Linked DNA regions of Mus musculus: region 2 is linked to region 1. A link is a contact called in public HiChIP or PLAC-seq data. All regions are on one chromosome and are shown on one strand. Each heading gives the region's core, a stretch centred on a gene start, on an enhancer-like site or on the middle of the called end of the contact. The rest is flanking DNA. Distances are from core to core; before and after follow the strand shown. Region 1 holds the start of Intu (inturned planar cell polarity protein). Region 2 overlaps Intu (inturned planar cell polarity protein).

Region 1 (2,706 bases), core at 103-2,602:
TTCACTCATAACGGACCCTGACCTGGGGTCTAAGTTGCCTTTGGTCATAATTTCTTACCACAGCAACCAACCACAAAGTTTTAAATCATTTTTTAAGATGACAACAACAGCTTACAAAGTTGATATTTTTACATCTGTGTGAAGTTTTAAGACTACAATCTCTCTGTAGTAAGCTTCTAGAGTGGATTTGAGCAGGTTTTCCCCTTACTTTTAGTGACAAAAAAGAATGTGTTACATACTGTTGATTGAAGATGATCAGTTATTCATAACTGCTAGTTCCAACTGCACATAGGATGTTCCCCTAAAAGTATGGACAGCCTTTGGGCACACAGTGACCTGAATCCTTTCACTAATAATCATTCTAAGTTATCAGTAGTTATTCCAAGAAGTCCTTAATCCATAGCAACAGGGATAGATTCCTTAAGAATTGAAATACTGTGACTCAAAATAACTTACTTATGATATTACCAAGAATTCTGACTTGAAATAAAAGAAACCCTGGGGTTGAACAGAAAAATACAGCCTGACTATCCTAAAGCCAGAGAGAATGTCTTGATAGTGAGGCTCCTCTTTATGCTATCATTTCCACAAGAGGAAAAAAACACCTCCCTAATATTAAATAGTTGCCTCACAAAGTGTGTGTACGGTGTCTCTCCCCAGCAAATACTCAGGAGTCTGAGGGTGCAGAGGGACTTCATAAGTTAGGTGTGTTTGCTGCTCTTGGAGAAGACTGGAGTTCAGTTCCAAGCACCAACATGCTTGCTCACAACCCGGGAAAACACTAGTTCCAGGGATTCAATGCCCTCTTCTGGCCTCTGTGGGCACCTGCACTTATGTGCAGATACCCACACAAAGACACACAGGTACATGTAATAAAAAAATAATAAAAATAAATGTTAAAGAATGCTCTAAGACACAGTGAGGTAAGAAGGCAGTGCTACAGAGCACAACAATGATCCTTCACAGACACAGAACCCACCAGAGGCAGGGACCCCCACCCCCACCCCCACCCCTTATCCAGAAACCGGAGCAAGCCCGCCAGCGAACTGCTCCCCGCTCCCCGTGCGTGCGAGCAAGGGCAGGGGACCCGCAGTCTCCAGGAGCCTTACGTGTCACTGCTGGCTGAGGAGTAGGAGCCCAAGCTGCTGGCCCCGGCGTCGGAGTCGCCTTCCTCCTCTTCCTCTTCCTGTGAGGACAGGTCTCCAGGGAGCTCGGGCGGGCGCCCACGCGAGTCTCCCCTCGCAAGGCCCGCCATCCTCTGGGTCGCGAGAGCTCCGGGGCAGAAGCTCAGACGCCAGAGCCCGCCAGCCGCGCCTCCAGCAGCGCCGCCATTTTGCCAGGTCGGGCCACGTGACCCCGATACTCAGTTGCGATTGGCTGAGGCGCCGGTTGCCTGGGAGACGGGGAAGCTTCCCGGTACAGACGCTGAGCATTTTTGGGGGGGGGGGGGCTGTGCAAACTTCTTTGCTGTTTGGCATTTCCCCACGCTCTTCCACGCGACGAGCCAGGCTGAGACTCGTTTTTCCCTTTTCCTTTTTTTCTTTTCATATTGACAGTTTGCACACTGTCTTGTTTTCTTTTTTCTATTATGTTTTAAAATTGTGATCCAAAAGATTCCGTTTGGCTAGTTTTGGGGCGGTTTTTGTTTGTCTTATTTTGATAAACAGTACCTTAGAGGTAAAGACCCTCTTCCATGCACCTCTAGGTGCTAATGCAAATCTCTCAATTCTTTTTTTTTTTAATTTATTTGTGATTTGTGAATAGTTACATCAACTATGTTTAGGTACATAATCGCTATCTTTGTGTCATCCATTGCTGACTCAATTACATTCTGTCTCTATTCATAGCCATTCTAAATATTTGCATACAATGAAGTAAATATTTTTCTGTAATTAAATTTAAAAACAGGGCTTAATGAATTAAGAATGAGTATACAGCTAGCAGGCAACAAAGCCAACCAAGAAATGAACTTTAAGCATTAATTACAACACGCTACATTTTCTCCTCAGGAGTCAATTCTCCAGGTCCCCTTTTCTGTGGTTTCATCTTCCAAGATCAGACAAAGTGTGAAAGTATTAGGTGATAAGTTCCAGAATGGAACGAGTTCTAGATTGTGCATCACTCTGGGTTATGTGGGGAAATCTCACAGTCTTGCTCCATCCCACTTGGTAGTAAACTTCCTTTTGTTGGGTGTATGTACATTGTCTATGTAACGCACCTGTTAGTCACTTATAGTCGCTGACTAGTTAGAAGACAAGCCACCAAAGCATCACACCACACTGACTGTATTTAAGTAGGACTATCAACAGTAGGTTACAGTGCCTAAATGATGCACATAATATCACTCTGTGTCTAGGAAAAAAATCACCAAAGAAATGCCTGTGACCTCAAAAGGTATGGAGACTTCTTCCCAGAAGCAAGCAAGCAGTGGACATCAACAGCATCAACCTAATCCAGTGAACATCAGCAGAGTCTATGAAAGCCAGTGAACCCTAATCCAGAAATTTTGAAGCTCAAACCCTACATGTTGAGGATCACTCCCCAAGACTGCTCCTCTTTACTGCCCTGCGCTTTAAGATGGCAGTCAGGAGACCCAGCTTGTTTTTACTTGTCCACTGCCTGCAAAATGAGGTTTCCATAGCTCTCTCCTTGCGCTTGACTAATCTATTTGAGCAGCTTACAGATTCAGGAAAATTCTTATAGTTA
Region 2 (2,706 bases), core at 107-2,606, 110 kb before region 1:
AGTCTACAGCCACTCCAAGAACTTGGTGTTCTCAAGTGCAAACATGCAATTTAAAAGTATTTTTATTCATAAATTACATATTTTGTATCGTGTTATTGGATACAGCTGTTACAGCCTCAATGATCACTGTATAATCAACTTACTTCCTTCTTGTAGCAAACAAGCAAGATGAAATAAAATTATATTATTCGAGACTTGAAGATTAACTGGATTGCTTGCCAGTCTGAACTAGCGGCATGTGTCCTTGGTGCCTGGAAGCCTCTTCTTCTAAGACCAGGGCATGTGGGACACCACAGTACTGACTTTACTTGGAGCCTGAAACTTCTGTCTTCTACCCCATGGCTCACAGGCTCTGCCCTTAACCATGTACCTCAGCAAACAAGGACGGGAGCTGGCTGCAGCACTTACCAACCAGGACCTGACCGCTCTTCATAGCCGAGCCTCCTGGCAACAGGCCATGCACCACGAGCCTCTCTCCGTCTGCCTGCTTCGCGCTCCTTTTCCAGCTCCTCTTGGTCTGATGGATGATCCCCACCAGTACTTCCAGGAGTTTGACCTGCTCCCTGGCCTTGATGGCCGTCAGCTTTCTGGGGTTGATGTAGACGGTCACATCCTTGTACCGCTGCTGCACGGTGACTCCCGTCTTCTGGGAGGACTGATGTTTCAGAATGGACACGGGCCCATTGTTGCTGCTGCTCTTTTTGTGGTGACGCCTGGGTAAAAGGCTTTTGCTTTTCAAGATCTTGGTGAAGCGCCTGAGCTTGGGCTCGGACTTCTTCCTCTCTCTGGAATCGTCCTCTTCGATGATGACCTCCTTGTCGCTGAACCTCACGTGGTTCACGTGGTTCGCTGTCTGGGTCTCCGGAAGGAGGCTCTCCTCCTCGTCCTCACTCAGCTCCAGGTAGAACAGTTCTCCGTTCTTCTGCACACTGTCCAGCCACTCAGGCTCCACATCACTGTGGGAGAGAGAAAAGGCCACCTGAACGGTCATCCAGCGTGAGAAAGACAGCGTCACCTTCCTGTGTAGGAGGGGCAGCAGCCTTGACAGCAGAAATGGAGGCGGGGTGTAGAATTTTAAAGAATGGGGAGGGAAGCAAACAGGCAGAGTAATATACCAAAGAAACCAATAAAGGGGTGGGGGAGGGAGCAACTTTTTTATAATATATTGGGCTGTATTAAAAAAAAAAAGAAACCAATTCAGGCTCATACCTGCAATTCTAGCACTTGGGAAACTAAGGCAGGAGGACTGTCATGAATTCAAGGCCAGCCTGGGCTACACAGTGAGTTCCAGGGTACAGAGTGAGGCTGTCTCAAAAGACAAAAGTAAAGCAAAACCACAACCACAAGACTGCGTCAGAGGCTGGGAAGATGCTTGCTGCATCCGGAGGTGGGAGCCTGCTTGCTGCACCAGGCAGACATGGGTTCATATCCGCACGCAGCACCCCAGGAAAGCCATGCTGAGTGAGGACGCTGGCTAGCCATGCCCCCAGAACTGAAATGTTCCCTCTAATCTCTCTCTCACCAGAGATAAAGGAAATGCCACACGTCTGGGGAAGTAAAAACCTGAAACTTCTAGAAGGGCCAGCTTTACAGAAAAGGCAGGAGCTGCTAGGGCGAGACCCTAATCAGCAGCTGCAGAGAGCAGACACGTGGGCATGTGGAAATGCCCACAAGCTGTCCGAGGGCTCTAAGGCTTCCAAGCGTCACCAGTGCTGGTGTGACACACTTTTGAGTTGTCCCTGCCCCTTGTAGTTAACCCCTTCCTAACTCCTGTTAGTGACCCCAACAAAGTCTCATTGATTTACCAAGCCACACACTACTGTCCAGTCTACCATGGGTTTCCCCTCTAGGGTGAGTAGATGTAAGTGCCTCACACGACAACATGGTAGCACAGGTCTAGCTCAAAGGGTGGGCTCCAGGCTCAGTGAAAGATGCTGACTCACAAAATAAGGTAGAGCACAATAAAGGCCAATCCTGTTACTAACCTCTAGCCTCCCCTGTGCACACCTACATTCACAAGCATGCACATCGCTCCCACTCCCCGCTCTCATACCATAAATCCATCCCGTGTGTAGTTATAGCTCACTTTGGATATCTCAGAACTCACGTTAGCCATTCAAAGTGTGATCGCATGCATAGTAGCCAGCTGTGTGGAAAACGTCCTATTGCACGGTGGGTACTTAGGGCGGCTTCAGGCTACAATGAACCTAAGCATCACATGCTTTGTCCAGATAACAATTTTCAGAAAAGCAGCCGTCATCTTTCCATAAACTGCAACCATGGCTGAACCAAACCAGCTATAATCACAGCTCATAATGAGCCTGGCTGTAACCTATAATTTCTGTACAACTCCTCATTAGCAGTAATAGTAAGAAAAGTAAAGCCAACACTTTACATAACTCGTCCTGTGGCCGTAGAAGAGGGCAGATGGGAAGCTGGCTATTAAAAACCCCAAATTATTGCCATTAGAACTATTGAAACAGCACTAAAGAGCAGCAGCATCCATCCTGGATAATAACTGATCACACTCTGTCCTATTTGGAGTTACAGTCTGCCTCCTGTAAAGTGACACTTGTCTCCTCGGGAAGCCCCCATGTGGGGAGAGCCTTCAGATGACCACTCCGGTGGGACAGGGTGTACTCCAGCAGTTCTCAACCTTCCTAATACCTGGGTCTTTTAATGCAGCTCCTCATGTGGTGAACCCCC

Evidence for each region. HiChIP or PLAC-seq counts read pairs in DNA pulled down with a chosen protein or histone mark.
Region 2: a contact with region 1 is called in an H3K27ac HiChIP or PLAC-seq map of VIP interneurons, with 4 times the contacts expected there. The contact joins the enhancer-like site here to the promoter of Intu in region 1. A contact is called at or near these places in 27 of 39 promoter capture datasets (the 3T3-L1 cell line, 3T3-L1-derived adipocytes, the C10 cell line and 18 more), 3 of 15 datasets of contacts at CTCF or cohesin (CD8 T cells, the NIH/3T3 cell line and large pre-B cells), 19 of 484 Hi-C or Micro-C datasets (the G1E-ER4 cell line, bone marrow-derived macrophages, cardiomyocytes and 14 more), 35 of 115 datasets of contacts at active chromatin or transcription factors (CD8 T cells, the SCID.adh cell line, T-cell acute lymphoblastic leukemia and 26 more) and 5 of 9 other capture datasets (adipose tissue, embryonic tail, liver and 2 more).

Annotation. Positions count from the first base shown.
Region 1 is chr3:40,539,413-40,542,118 of GRCm38.p6, reverse strand. Intu (inturned planar cell polarity protein) reads right to left here and starts at 1,352. Exons shown (of 16, transcript NM_175515.5): 1 at 1,110-1,352. The coding sequence starts at 1,255.
Region 2 is chr3:40,651,956-40,654,661 of GRCm38.p6, reverse strand. Intu (inturned planar cell polarity protein) reads right to left here. Exons shown (of 16, transcript NM_175515.5): 2 at 409-956. Among named protein-coding and RNA genes, the nearest start is that of Slc25a31, 56 kb to the left of the region's middle. Within about 2 kb of position 1,356, at least 43 of the 459 cell types and tissues checked have an H3K27ac peak or open chromatin away from gene starts, as enhancers often do. A contact at or near this core is called in CD8 T cells, the G1E-ER4 cell line, the HPC-7 cell line and 6 more, where this site is marked.